Linked DNA regions of Mus musculus: region 2 is linked to region 1. Evidence: chromatin contacts called from public Micro-C data. All regions are on one chromosome and are shown on one strand. Each heading gives the region's core, a stretch centred on a gene start, on an enhancer-like site or on the middle of the called end of the contact. The rest is flanking DNA. Distances are from core to core; before and after follow the strand shown. Region 1 holds the start of Nkx6-1 (NK6 homeobox 1). Region 2 holds the start of 9430085M18Rik (a long non-coding RNA gene).

Region 1 (5,933 bases), core at 1,517-4,016:
GAGCACAGTTAAGTTGGAGTTGACTCTCTCTCTCTCTCTCTCTCTCTCCTCCCCCTTCCCCACTTTCTCTGTCTTTCTCTGTGTCTCTGTCTTTCTCTTTGTCTATCTCTCTGTCTTTCTCTGTCTCTCTGTCCCTGTGTGTCCTTCTCTGTCTTTCGCTGTGTCTCTGTCTGTCTCTCTCCGGTCTATTTTCTTTTTTGACACCCCCTCCCCAATACCAGATACTAAATTCTCAATAGAAAAAAAAACCGATCAATTTACCAACCCATTCCCCATTACAGTAACTACAAAGATAGCTACTTTTGAGGAAAGAACTTCCAATACACTTAGGTTCGGTTTTCTCGGTTCCTACCTAGTCCCTTTCCCGGTGGACATGAGCAGATCGCAGGAGGCCCAAAATTCGAGCTCTGGCTGATCGTGTGCCACGGAGGAAATGCTGGGTCCGAGTGAGAGTAGTTTGTGAGGAAGCCAGAGGCATTGAAATTCCAGCGGCAGAAACAGAGCCGGGGCTTGCCCGCCACTGTCCGCTTCACGAAATTGGCTGGCTGCTCTTCTCGGGTTTAGGTAGCAGAGGGCTGGCGTGGAAGCGCAGACAGCACCCACTTTAGCTCTCCCCGGAGCCTAGAGACTGGCAGGCCGCTTAGCATATCTCCCACCCGTGCAGAGCCCCACCTTTTCCAGGGTCAGATCTAAACTCTACGGAATGATGGCAATAACCAAGTCTTGAAGTTAATAAAGATGGGAAAGCCAGAGGAAGACAAATATCATCTTCCCCACCCCCGACTCTGAGCGAATGAAAGGAGCAGGCGATGATTAACCCCTAGGCTTTACTCTCACACGTCAAACTCAACCTCAAGTTGACAACACTCAAGCTTTGGAGAAGTAAGGGGACCGACCAGTTTAAGGCCTCCTGCTTGACATTCAGAGTCAAACTCCCTGGCGCTGCTCAGTTTTAATTCCTGGGTCATTTATCGCCTATTTCTGTTTTCTGAACCTTAAATTTGGACTCAATAATATGATGCAAATCTCTGCTGTGACACTTCCCGCCCCCCCCCCCCCCACTGGTGTATCAACTGCCCGATTTCTCAAGATCGACCAAAGAGGTTTTTTCCTTGGTTTTGGTCAACCCTGAGCAGACCTTAAAGATCGGCCAGAGGGAGCAAAGCCCTTTTGACCATCGCTCCCAATGTCAGCCTAGAAGTCGGTCGTCTCTAGTTTACTCAACTACCCGAGTTGAGAGCTTGACCAGACTTTCCAACAGTTACCTGTCTTCCCCCGAGGTATTCCTCTATCTAAAGTTGTCCTGTGAATTTTAGTGATCCTGCCTCATAAATCCAACTAATAATAATAGAGGGAGGATTTTAAAAAAATAATTATCTCATTTCTGTTAGGTTTAGACACCACGCAGGAGATAAATATTCTCATTAAGCTGATTTCATCCCCAGAGTACTGAGCCCCCTCATAAGTGATAATGATCTAGGGAGTGGGAGAGCGAAGACAAGAACGGAGAAAGAACAGAAAAGAGCAGGAGACGGAAAGATGGTGAAGGGTGACCCTTAGGCCTGCGAGGGGTTTAAAAACATCTACGGGCTTAAGGAACAACAAATCAATTTACACGATTCTGGAAGAGCCCAGAGGGCCTTTAATTAATCCCTTCAAAAGAAGGAAGTCGGCCTGGGATATGCCTCCTGCCTGCTCCATTAGCTCCCTTTTCGCAAGGGTCCAGACACCGTTGGAGGTGGGCGCCGCGCGCGAGCTGGGGGAGGATGACGCGAGCTGGCGTGGGCGGAAGAGCCGCACTTAAACTGCTTTTCCATAGAAGGGCTGGATTTTCATTATTCCTCTCTTTAAAAAGTAATGCCCTCTTCGTCCCTGCTCCCTCCTTCTCCTTTCCATTTTATTTTGCACGATTAGTTGAGCCGGCCGCTGGCTCTAGACTGGAACCACTCTTTTCGCCAGGCCCCTCCCCTCTTGGCTCCGCCCAAGTGAAGCTGGGGCGGGGACTAGGAGGGCGCGTCCTTATGGCTCCCTAGTCTCAGCCAATCAAAAGGTGTGGCGCTCCCAGGTGGGCGTGTTCTAGGAGCGACGCCTTGCCCAAGCTGAGCGCTATTGGAGGCGGTGTTTACGCCCAGGACCCGGGCCCCGCTCCTCAGTCCCGCCCCGCCGAGCCGCCCCGGAATGACGTCCTCGAAAGTTCTCATTTTGGCCCCCCACCTCCCCTCCCTTGCGTCCCCCAGCTAAAGAGAGGCAGGGAGGGGTGCAAATATTTTATTACCTTTGAGAGCTTCATCCGAACTGTCAGGCCCAGAGGGAGAGAGGAGAGAAGGGAAGAGCCGCCGAGAGGGTCAGTTTGGCCAGAGGACAGGGCTTGGAAGAGCCAAGCCTGGAAAGCCAAGGAGAAATGCCAGAGAGGCAAGAGAAAGGCGGAGAGTGAGAGGAAGAGAGGGCGCCAGGGGGTGGGACGGGGGGGGGTCTCCCGGCCGGCTTGCAGAAGAGGACGGACGATCGGAACCGGCCCGTCAGACTTTTTCCATACTTAGGTTTATTTTCTTTTATCCTTTTCGATCCGGCTAGTCCGGCGCCGCGTGGCTCGGAGGGGAAGTAGGCTCGTGGGCGCACCAAGTCCCCAGCCGCCGGAGCGGTGTCACTGACTGCCCTTTCTGGCGCAGTAACGCCGGGCCCGAGGCAGTGGCGGGCGCGATACCCGCGCCGGCCGTTTGTGCTCTGTCCCCCGGGCGAGCGGTGAGTGCGACTCAGCAGCGCGGCCGCCGGGAGAGCGGAGCGTCCGAGCGAGATCAGAGGCGCGCACCGGGCGGAACGCCGCCCGCTTTGAAGCTCCCCCAGGCGAGCGAGCCGGCCCCCGCCCTCCTACATCAAAGCGAACGCTCCGCGCCTCCCAACCTTGTTGCAAACTCTCTGGGTCGGCTGCGGGGTACGTCTTGCTGATTTCCCGCGGGGGTGGAGAAGATGAGAAGCAGAGCGCTCTGAGCCGGGAACGAGGGACCAGCGCCTGGGATCGAATCCGGGACTCCCGAAGCCGAGGAAGCGCTGAGCCCGCCCGCGCCCCCGCAGCCCTCGCCCCTGCCGCCTCCCGCGGGGCGTTTGGACATTTTTGCTGCGCAGCTCCCGGAGCCCGCGGCCGATCCACACTTCGCTTGCGCGCGCCCCCGGCACCTCGGGTTCTCCCGAGCCCCGGCGGGGCCACCGACCTGCGTGGCTGCGGGTTCGGGTCTGGCTGTGGGATGTTAGCTGTGGGGGCGATGGAGGGCCCTCGGCAGAGCGCGTTCCTGCTCAGCAGCCCGCCCCTGGCCGCCCTGCACAGTATGGCCGAGATGAAGACCCCGCTCTACCCCGCCGCTTATCCCCCGCTGCCCACCGGGCCCCCCTCCTCCTCGTCCTCGTCCTCCTCGTCCTCGTCGCCCTCCCCACCTTTGGGCTCACATAACCCGGGCGGCTTGAAGCCCCCGGCCGCGGGGGGCCTCTCGTCCCTGGGCAGTCCCCCGCAGCAGCTTTCGGCGGCCACCCCACACGGCATCAACGACATCCTGAGCCGGCCCTCTATGCCGGTGGCCTCGGGGGCCGCCCTGCCCTCCGCCTCGCCCTCCGGGTCTTCCTCCTCCTCCTCCTCGTCCGCCTCCGCCACCTCGGCCTCTGCGGCGGCCGCCGCCGCCGCTGCTGCTGCCGCCGCTGCCGCCTCGTCGCCCGCTGGGCTGCTGGCCGGCCTGCCCCGCTTCAGCAGCCTGAGCCCTCCGCCACCGCCGCCCGGGCTCTACTTTAGCCCCAGCGCCGCGGCTGTGGCCGCCGTGGGCCGGTACCCCAAGCCCCTGGCCGAGCTGCCCGGTCGGACGCCCATCTTCTGGCCCGGAGTGATGCAGAGTCCGCCGTGGAGGGACGCGCGCCTTGCCTGTACCCCCCGTGAGTACTATGGGAGGGGAGGGTGGGTCCCTGCCTTCTAAGTCTGCTCTCGGGTCGTGAAGCACACAGTGCCCCTGCGGGCGGTCAGTCTCCTGGCCGCCACACTAGTTTGGAAGTTCCGGGACAGCACGCCGTTGGCTGGGCCCCTGCAGGCGAGCGAGGGACTCGCGCTTTCCTGGGCTCGCCGAGGCTCATGCAGGCCTGGGCTCCACCAACGAGAATGCGTCTGGACAGAACACAGCGCAGCAAGCGAGCTTCTGTCTGGGCTGTTCTTGAACCTGGCCAGCTCTGGGTCAGATGGATGGAAAGCGGGAAAAGGCCTCCGCACCCCTTCCTTTCTGGCTCCTTCCTGCCATGCTCGCCCGTTCCTTCAGTAGTCTGACCCTTGTTTTCGGCAAACCCGCGAGGGTAGGCAAGGCAGCTGGCTATCTACCTCCTCGAGAAAAGCAGACTTTTGCTTGCACACACCCTCCCTGGTTGTCTCCAGCTCACCTTTTCTCCCAGCTCCCTCGCCCACTCCCAGTGCACTTGTCCAGAATGACCTGTGCCAGCGGTTCCCAGAACTAGGCTGTTGTCATTGATGGACCCGGGTCTTCCCTACTCCTGAATCCCAGGGCCCTGGTCACTGAAGGGGCATTGACACTCAACAGACTAACTCAAGAGAGGACATGATGAGAAATATACATGTGCAGGACACAGACCAGTAAAATGTAGCCTCCAAACGCTCTGGGTCAATTCAGCTGTCCCAAGGTCTGGACAGACAATTCTGGCTAGTGGGTCACAGCTCCTAGATAGAAGGCTCCTTCCCCCCTCCCCCCAGGTGGCGCCCAGGGCCCGGCTCAACTCTGTTCTTTGCTGACGACCAAGTCCCTGAAGTCAGTCCAGGTTCTCTGGACCTCCTTGCCTGAGATTTAGCGGCAGTAACTTGACTAACGGGAAACTATGTCAGGCTCTATGTGGGAAGGCGATTCCTCAGAGCTATTGAAATGTCTGAGAGACACTATTGTATCCTTGATTGTAGGGATTGCCAGACCTGTGTCTCCTCTGGTCTCTTCTCCAGCCCGTAAGGGCCTCAAACTTTAAGAGTTATGTCCTAAAGTGCTCAAAATACAAGGAGCCCTTTATTGCTCAGCACAGGTTAGGGAAGTGGCCAAGGAAAACAAAACAAAATATAAAATTTAAAAAGTTAGTTTACCTTCACACCAAACCACTTATCTGCTCAGAGACTGACATGGGGAGGCGAGGGTGGCCTTTCTCATGCTCTCCTGCTTAGTGTAGGAGGGTGTCCCCTTTCTGCCCTGTACTCTTTAGCAGTGGCCTCCCTAGCCATTGGCACGATGGTTAAGCACAAAGTATTTATTGCTACACCAACCGTACCTTGGTTGGAGAAAAGTAGCTGGCAAAAGGTAGCGCAGGGGTGGCGCAGGACACAGATCAAGGATTGTTGCTCTTTTGCTATCAAAGCACAGTTTTGCTAATTCGCTCCCCTCTCCCGCCTCCCGTGGAGCACGGTAACGAGTTGTTTCTTCCTTCCTCTTGTTGTCGGTCCTCGCAGATCAAGGATCCATTTTGTTGGACAAAGATGGGAAGAGAAAACACACCAGACCCACGTTCTCTGGACAGCAAATCTTCGCCCTGGAGAAGACTTTCGAACAAACGAAGTACTTGGCAGGACCAGAGAGAGCACGCTTGGCCTATTCTCTGGGGATGACGGAGAGTCAGGTCAAGGTGAGTGGACCTTTGACACCTCCTGGGATGGCTTCCTTCGCACGTGCACGAACGTCTGAGTCAGTATTTTTCCCCTTACTAAACTAACAAATTGGGCTGAGATGGGTGGGGGTGCGCACCGAGGAGCCTGGGGAGAAGTGGGGAGCGGGGAGAGAGTTGGGGGTTGCCCAGGCCCTGGAGTCTTTTGGAGGCAAACTATTGGTGAACAAAAGATATCAAGTCCCGCCTTAGAAATTAGGCTAATCTAGACAGCAGCCTGTGCTGGGAAAACGCGCCTTTATCAGAGAATA
Region 2 (5,933 bases), core at 859-3,358, 39 kb before region 1:
TCCCCACCCGCCACACTGCGAGCCTGTGTTTGATGACCTATGTTTGTGGGTGTGAGTAGAGACTAGTGCATGCCACAGCACATGGGTGGAGGGTGGAGAACAACCTTGGGTGTCGGCCCTCACCTTGTTCCAGTTGGGGACTCCTCCTCCTTCCCAGTTTGCCAAGAAATGTTCTTGTCGCTGCTTCCCACTTTCCTGTAGGGTGCTGGGAGCCACGCCAGTCTTTCTAAGGGTTCTGGGGTTCTGATTTCAGGTCCTTGGGCTGTGTAGCAAGTGCTTCACCCAAGCCAGTCATCTCCCCAGCCCATGTGGCGAACGTTTCCACTGGGTAGAGCATACGCAGTCAGAGTCCTGAGATTCCAACCGAGGGTTGGCAGGGGTCGTTTGCTTTCTCGAGATTGCTTTTCTCTTTATTGAAATGGGCGGAGTGTGCTGTTGTCTCTCCTGACTCTCGGTGTCCTTTGGGAGATGAGATGAGAAAGGGGAGGTGAAATTTCTTCAGAATTACAAAGCATTTTCTGTTAGTCCTGAAGCAATGCTACAAAATTCAAAGGGTCGCTATTTGCGTGCATTTCCTTCCTAATAGAAAGAACACCATTGGGCTGGAGACATGGCTAAGAGGCTAAGATCAGTGGCTGCTTTTCCAGAGGACCTCAGTTCAATTTCAAGCAACCACATGGTGGCTCACAACCATCTATAAATATAATCTGATGCCCTCTTCTGGCATGCAGGTGTACATGAAGATAGAGTACTTATATACATTAACTAAATAAATAAATCTTAAACAACAACAACAAACAACACCCACACTGTTGCCTGCCATCCCAGCACTCAGGAGGCTGAAGCAGGAGGATCATGAGATTGTAGCTAGTCTGGGCTACATAGCTAGCCTGTCACTTGAAAACCACAGACACTCCAAAACTACCATCCATCTTCCCTTCACCTGTCTCTCCTTTTGGAAGCAAGATCTAGAGTCTGCTGTGGCTAAAAGCGCCTGCACTCACTTGGGCCTGTAGGTGCCTGGTGCATTGCAGAGGGCAGAAGCAGACGTGGCCATATACTGTGACTCTCTTGTTCTGAAACATTTTCCCCTTCAGTCACCTAGAATTCTAGGTGGATAGACAAACACCTTGTACAAGAGTTGACAGTGTGTCCAGGCAACTGCAACTTCCTTACTGTGCTTTTACTAATCCCTAGACAAGGATCAGCCAGACCAGAGTGTAACCAAGACTGACCAATGGCATGTGTTTCCTCTGATTCCTGGATAATTTTCCTTGCCTGGATAATTCGGGGGCTCTTGACTGCCCCGCTGAACAGCACTGACAGGAGCAGCTGCCCTTCCTTCCTGCTGTGGTTTTACTGACTAAATGTCCTTTCCTGGTTTTCACACCTACTTTCTCTGGGTTTGGAGGTGAGTGGCTGGACCCAATATGTTGGAATACCCAGTGTCAGGGCCCTGACCAAGGATTGCAGTAGTATTTATACACATGTACACACACACACATATGCACACGCGCACCCTCCCACCCATCCCCCAGGAACACACCTCTCCTACCCTGGAATGTCACACGGTAACAATGGCAACGCAGGAAGAGGAAGGAACCTGGAGAACGCTCTCCTCAGTGCCCTAGTTCGTCACAGACGGGTCCTTGCAGCGTCATCTCTGGACATTCTGAGGAGTGGTATGCTAGAGGAAGGAGGGACCTCAGGGGCAACCAGCTTCTAGGTAGCAGAAGGGATCAAATTCTCAAACCGTTAGTGTGAGAGAGCAACACAAACTTCTGCTGTGAGGTGGATCTCACCACAGGCCCAGGCTGAGCGTGACCTAGGGCTGGTGCCTCTGAAGCAGGAGACAGCACAAGGTTTTCCACATTTCCTCGGGTATTTTGTTGCGGTGACGACAGATGGACTCACACCTCCGCTTTATCCTGTCGCTTTACTATTTGTTCGCCCTGTATTTCTGTGACCTGCTTACAGTTATATTTTCTTTCAGACTTTAACAGCTACCACCTCAGCCAGTTCAGGTGCAGTGTTTAGTGGCGGTCATGGCTTCCACGCCACCGCCACTGCTGACTCATCAGCTCCTCAGACCCCATGCACGCATGCGCTCACGCCCACGCACGCTCTTTCTGAGCCTTTTAAAGGAAAATACCTCTCTTTTTGCCCCTGTGTACTTTAGTGTATGTTTCTCTCTCTCTCTCTCTCTCTCTCTCTCTCTCTCTCTCTCTCTCTCTCTCTCTCTCTCTCTCTCTCGCTCTCTCTCTCACTCTCCCCCTCCCCTCCCCCTCCCCCTCCCCTCTCCCTCCCCCTCCCCCTCCCCCTCCCCCTCCCCCTCCCCCTCCCTCTCCCTCTCTTACCGGTAATCTAGCCCAATAAATTTACACTGTGCCATACTCTGAAATTGCTCATTCAGATTTCAGTTTTGTCCATTCTCCTAAAAAATGAACTTTCGGCCATTTTATCCTTCCTGGACAGAATCGGGAGAGAAATGTGTATTGCATTAAGTTGTCAAATGCTTATACCTTTAATTTGTATTTCCATGGCCTTTATCTTTTATGATTTGGACAGCTTTTTGGTTTTATTTATGCTTTTGTATGGCTGGGCTTGAATCCTCACTAAACCTTGTGTGATTTAGGCACGTGCTCTGCCGTTGAACTTCGTCTCTGACCCTGATTTGGTTGTGTCGAAGATTACTGTCCCCTCTTTCAATGAGTCAGGGCATTCGTCGTCTGGCTTTTCTGCTTGTCCTTGTGGTCAGCCCGCATTATGAGGAGGGACATGTCTCACGTGAGACTCTTCTGAAGCCTGCACCTGGAGTCATACCAGAACCATCTGCTCCTTGGCTGAGTTACCTGAGCTCAGCAGATCAAGAACTAACCTAGCTTCTCCCTGTGGGATTTTGATTACGGTTGCTTCCCTTGAAGCTATGATGCAAGAGGAGGGAAGAAAACACCAGTCTTGATCAAAAGTTCTCTCTGGGTTAGAATCCATCGGTGTACTTCACGTGATCCAGTCTCTCTGTGATAAAACTGTGGAACCTTCCTTGTGAATGCCAACACTCTTGTTTTTACTAATGTGCCCCTAGCAGTCTCCTGCTGGAGAGATCCTGGACTAATATCCCTTTTCTGTCAGTGTGATCAATATCTGGACCAAAGGCAAATTTAGGAGGAGAGCGTTGCTGTGCCTTATGACTCCAGAGGGGAGTCCAAGAGGACAAAGAAGGAGGGCTGCTGATCATCACTGTCTATCCACACACAGGAAGGAGGGCAGGAAAGGAGAGAGAGAGAGAGAGAGAGAGAGAGAGAGAGAGAGAGAGAGAGAAGGAGGGCTGCTGATCATCACTGTCTATCCACACATAGGAAGGAGGGAAGGAAAGGAGAGAGAGAAAGAAGGGAGGAGAGGGGAGAGGGAGAAAGAGAGAAAGGAGGGAAGAGAGAGAGGGGGGGAAGGGGAGGGAGAGAAAAAGGAGGGAGGGGGAGAGGAGAGAAACACATAGAGAAAGACGGAGAGGCAGAGAGAAGAGAGAGACAGAGATAGAAGAGGGGTCAGGGATCAGAAAGTAGGGTAAGGACTTAAACCCTCAAAGTCCATTCACACTCTCCCCCCCCCCCACTGACACACTTCCTCCAGTGAGGCTTCATCTCCTGAAGGCTTCATAACCTCCCCCAAATAGCATCACCATCATGGGAGCAAGCATTTAGACACACAAGGAGGATTTCCTCACTGAAGCCACCAGAGAGAACATGTATCAAATCTATCGTCTCTTCACCTTTCCAGATCTCTCGTCTATCTTTCTACATAACGTATGACCTCACGAGTTCTTCATTTTCTGTGTTTTATTGTTGGTTGTGCTGCTGTTTTCGTTGTCTTCGATCTGCCAGGGGATGTTGGCATTTGTGTCCTTTGTCTCTAATGTTGTTGTTGTTTTCTTGTGGCTGCCTGTGCTGTCCTTGGCTCTGTCCTGCTGTGGCCCTGGGATTAGGGAGCACTTCTTCCTAGCTGAGTGGCAGCTGCGGGGTGTGACAGGGAGAGGAGCTGCAGTCCTGGGGCAGGACAGTGCTGGGCCTTTCTGTGATGCAAGCAGAGGACGATGGATCCATGAAGCCACTGTCTGACAAACTGGTTTGCTATGAGGAGGAAAACTGGGTTTGAGATGTAAGCAATCCAGTGGCTCTGTTAACTTATAATTAACCTGCAGCTTGAAATCTGGGTCAGGCAACCTGGGTCCATGTCTCAGCTTCCACTTGCTGGCAGCATGGACTTCCCATCTGCAAAAAGTGATTAGCAGGGCACAGCATAAAGTAACACAGAGATTATGTAAATAAACTGTGTAAGTGCTGAGGAAGAACCCACGTGGAATATTTCCACACACCGAAGTTCTTCCTGCAAATGCTACCTGCTGGAGACTGCCCTGCTCTCTTCACTTTCCTTGTTTCAAGTGGATTAAAATGTAGACACCGTTTGTTTCAAGAGGAAAGGAATTCTGCTTCTATTATTCAGTTTTGTGACCATGTATGAAACTTAGACGATCATTGGGAGACAACTTTTGTTTATAGGCAGGGGAAAGAAAGTTCTCTTAGGGCTTTTGAAACAGGCTCTGAATGTATTCCCAAGTTGGACCAGAGCTTGAGGCAATCCTGCCTCATCCTCTAGATGCTTAGATTATGAGTAGGTGAACCAACCAACAACCATCAATGAACAAACCTAAAAGGTGTTCAAAAAGCAGTAATGGAAATGTTCACTAGGGGGCGCCATTACAACAAATATGTGACACTTCTTTTAAAAACATTTATGCAAGCGTCATAGTTTATTGATAGTGCCTTTCCTGGGAAGTGAAAACCGATAAGTATGATGGTGCCCTTTCATCCTACCATAAATAAAACAGCTGGCTGTTTCAAAGATAAACATTACTATAATTGGAAATGAACAAATATTTACTGAGTCCTGGGCAGCCCTAATGCCCCATTCTGTCCCAGCCAAGAGGAAATAATCAGTAGATGTATGTAGTTGGATAAAGTATACTTAACACATTGAATAGTGAGATAAGAACAAGCCATTTATAACACTTGTTAACATTCTCCGAAACGATAATACACATGCGCGGTCAAATAAAAACAAATGAAACTTAAAGGGACCTTCCTCTGACTGTTTCCATATCTCAGTGAAGAAGAGGGGCTTTTGAGTTAGACATAAGCTCATGGCGGTTTTTCAGTAGAGAAAGAAGGCAGTGTGTGATAGTAGAACACTCTGGGTTTCGGGTCCTCTTTCCTCTTCCTTGGCCCCCTGACAGTCCATTTCTGCCTCCTTTGCCACCTCTCTAAGAGGAGGGACAACGAAGCGCAAAGTTGTGTTCTGAGTTCCAGGGATAGGACTTGCTTATCTCTTCGTATCTTCTGTGTCCCGGTTGGATGCTCCGTAGTCCGTATCAGCGAGAGAGAGAGAGAGAGAGAGAGAGAGAGAGAGAGAGCTTCTCTCACACTAGAGGTAGAATGTCACCGAGTTATGCAGAGCTTTCTAATGTGTAATTTCTCCTCCCTCCCTCCCTCCCTCCCTCCCTCCCTCCCTCCCTCCCTCCCTCCTTTCTTTCTTTCTTTCTTTCTTTCTTTCTTCCTTCCGCTCTCTCTCCCCCCCTCCCTCCTCCCGTTCTTCCTTTCTGTATCAGCACCACTGGAAGTACAGAGGGACTGTAGCTCATTGTCGGAATCCAAGGTAACAATAGACAGGACTAGGTAGACAAGGTGGATGCATCTGTGAGCTGCTGTCCCAAATCACACTCCCAGAGAGGGATTAGTTTGAGAAAGTGCTCCTCACACCCACCGAGTCATGTGTAAAATACACAGCTCCATGAATTTGATGAGAAAGAATTAGCTTTAAAAACAAATAAAAACCACCTGGAAAAACACCTAAACAAGGAGCAGAAAGACCTTGTCTTA

Evidence for each region. Hi-C and Micro-C count contacts between places; a contact is called where the count stands out from the background.
Region 2: a contact with region 1 is called in a Micro-C map of embryonic stem cells, with 2.1 times the contacts expected there. The contact joins the promoter of 9430085M18Rik here to the promoter of Nkx6-1 in region 1. A contact is called at or near these places in 2 of 39 promoter capture datasets (embryonic stem cells and liver), 2 of 484 Hi-C or Micro-C datasets (both in embryonic stem cells), 2 of 115 datasets of contacts at active chromatin or transcription factors (both in embryonic stem cells) and 1 of 9 other capture datasets (liver).

Annotation. Positions count from the first base shown.
Region 1 is chr5:101,661,544-101,667,476 of GRCm38.p6, reverse strand. Nkx6-1 (NK6 homeobox 1) reads left to right here and starts at 2,766. Exons shown (of 3, transcript NM_144955.2): 1 at 2,766-3,915; 2 at 5,471-5,643. The coding sequence starts at 3,243.
Region 2 is chr5:101,699,724-101,705,656 of GRCm38.p6, reverse strand. It overlaps 9430085M18Rik (a long non-coding RNA gene), which reads right to left and starts at 2,108. Exons shown (of 3, transcript XR_001785073.2): 1 at 1,547-2,108; 2 at 124-459.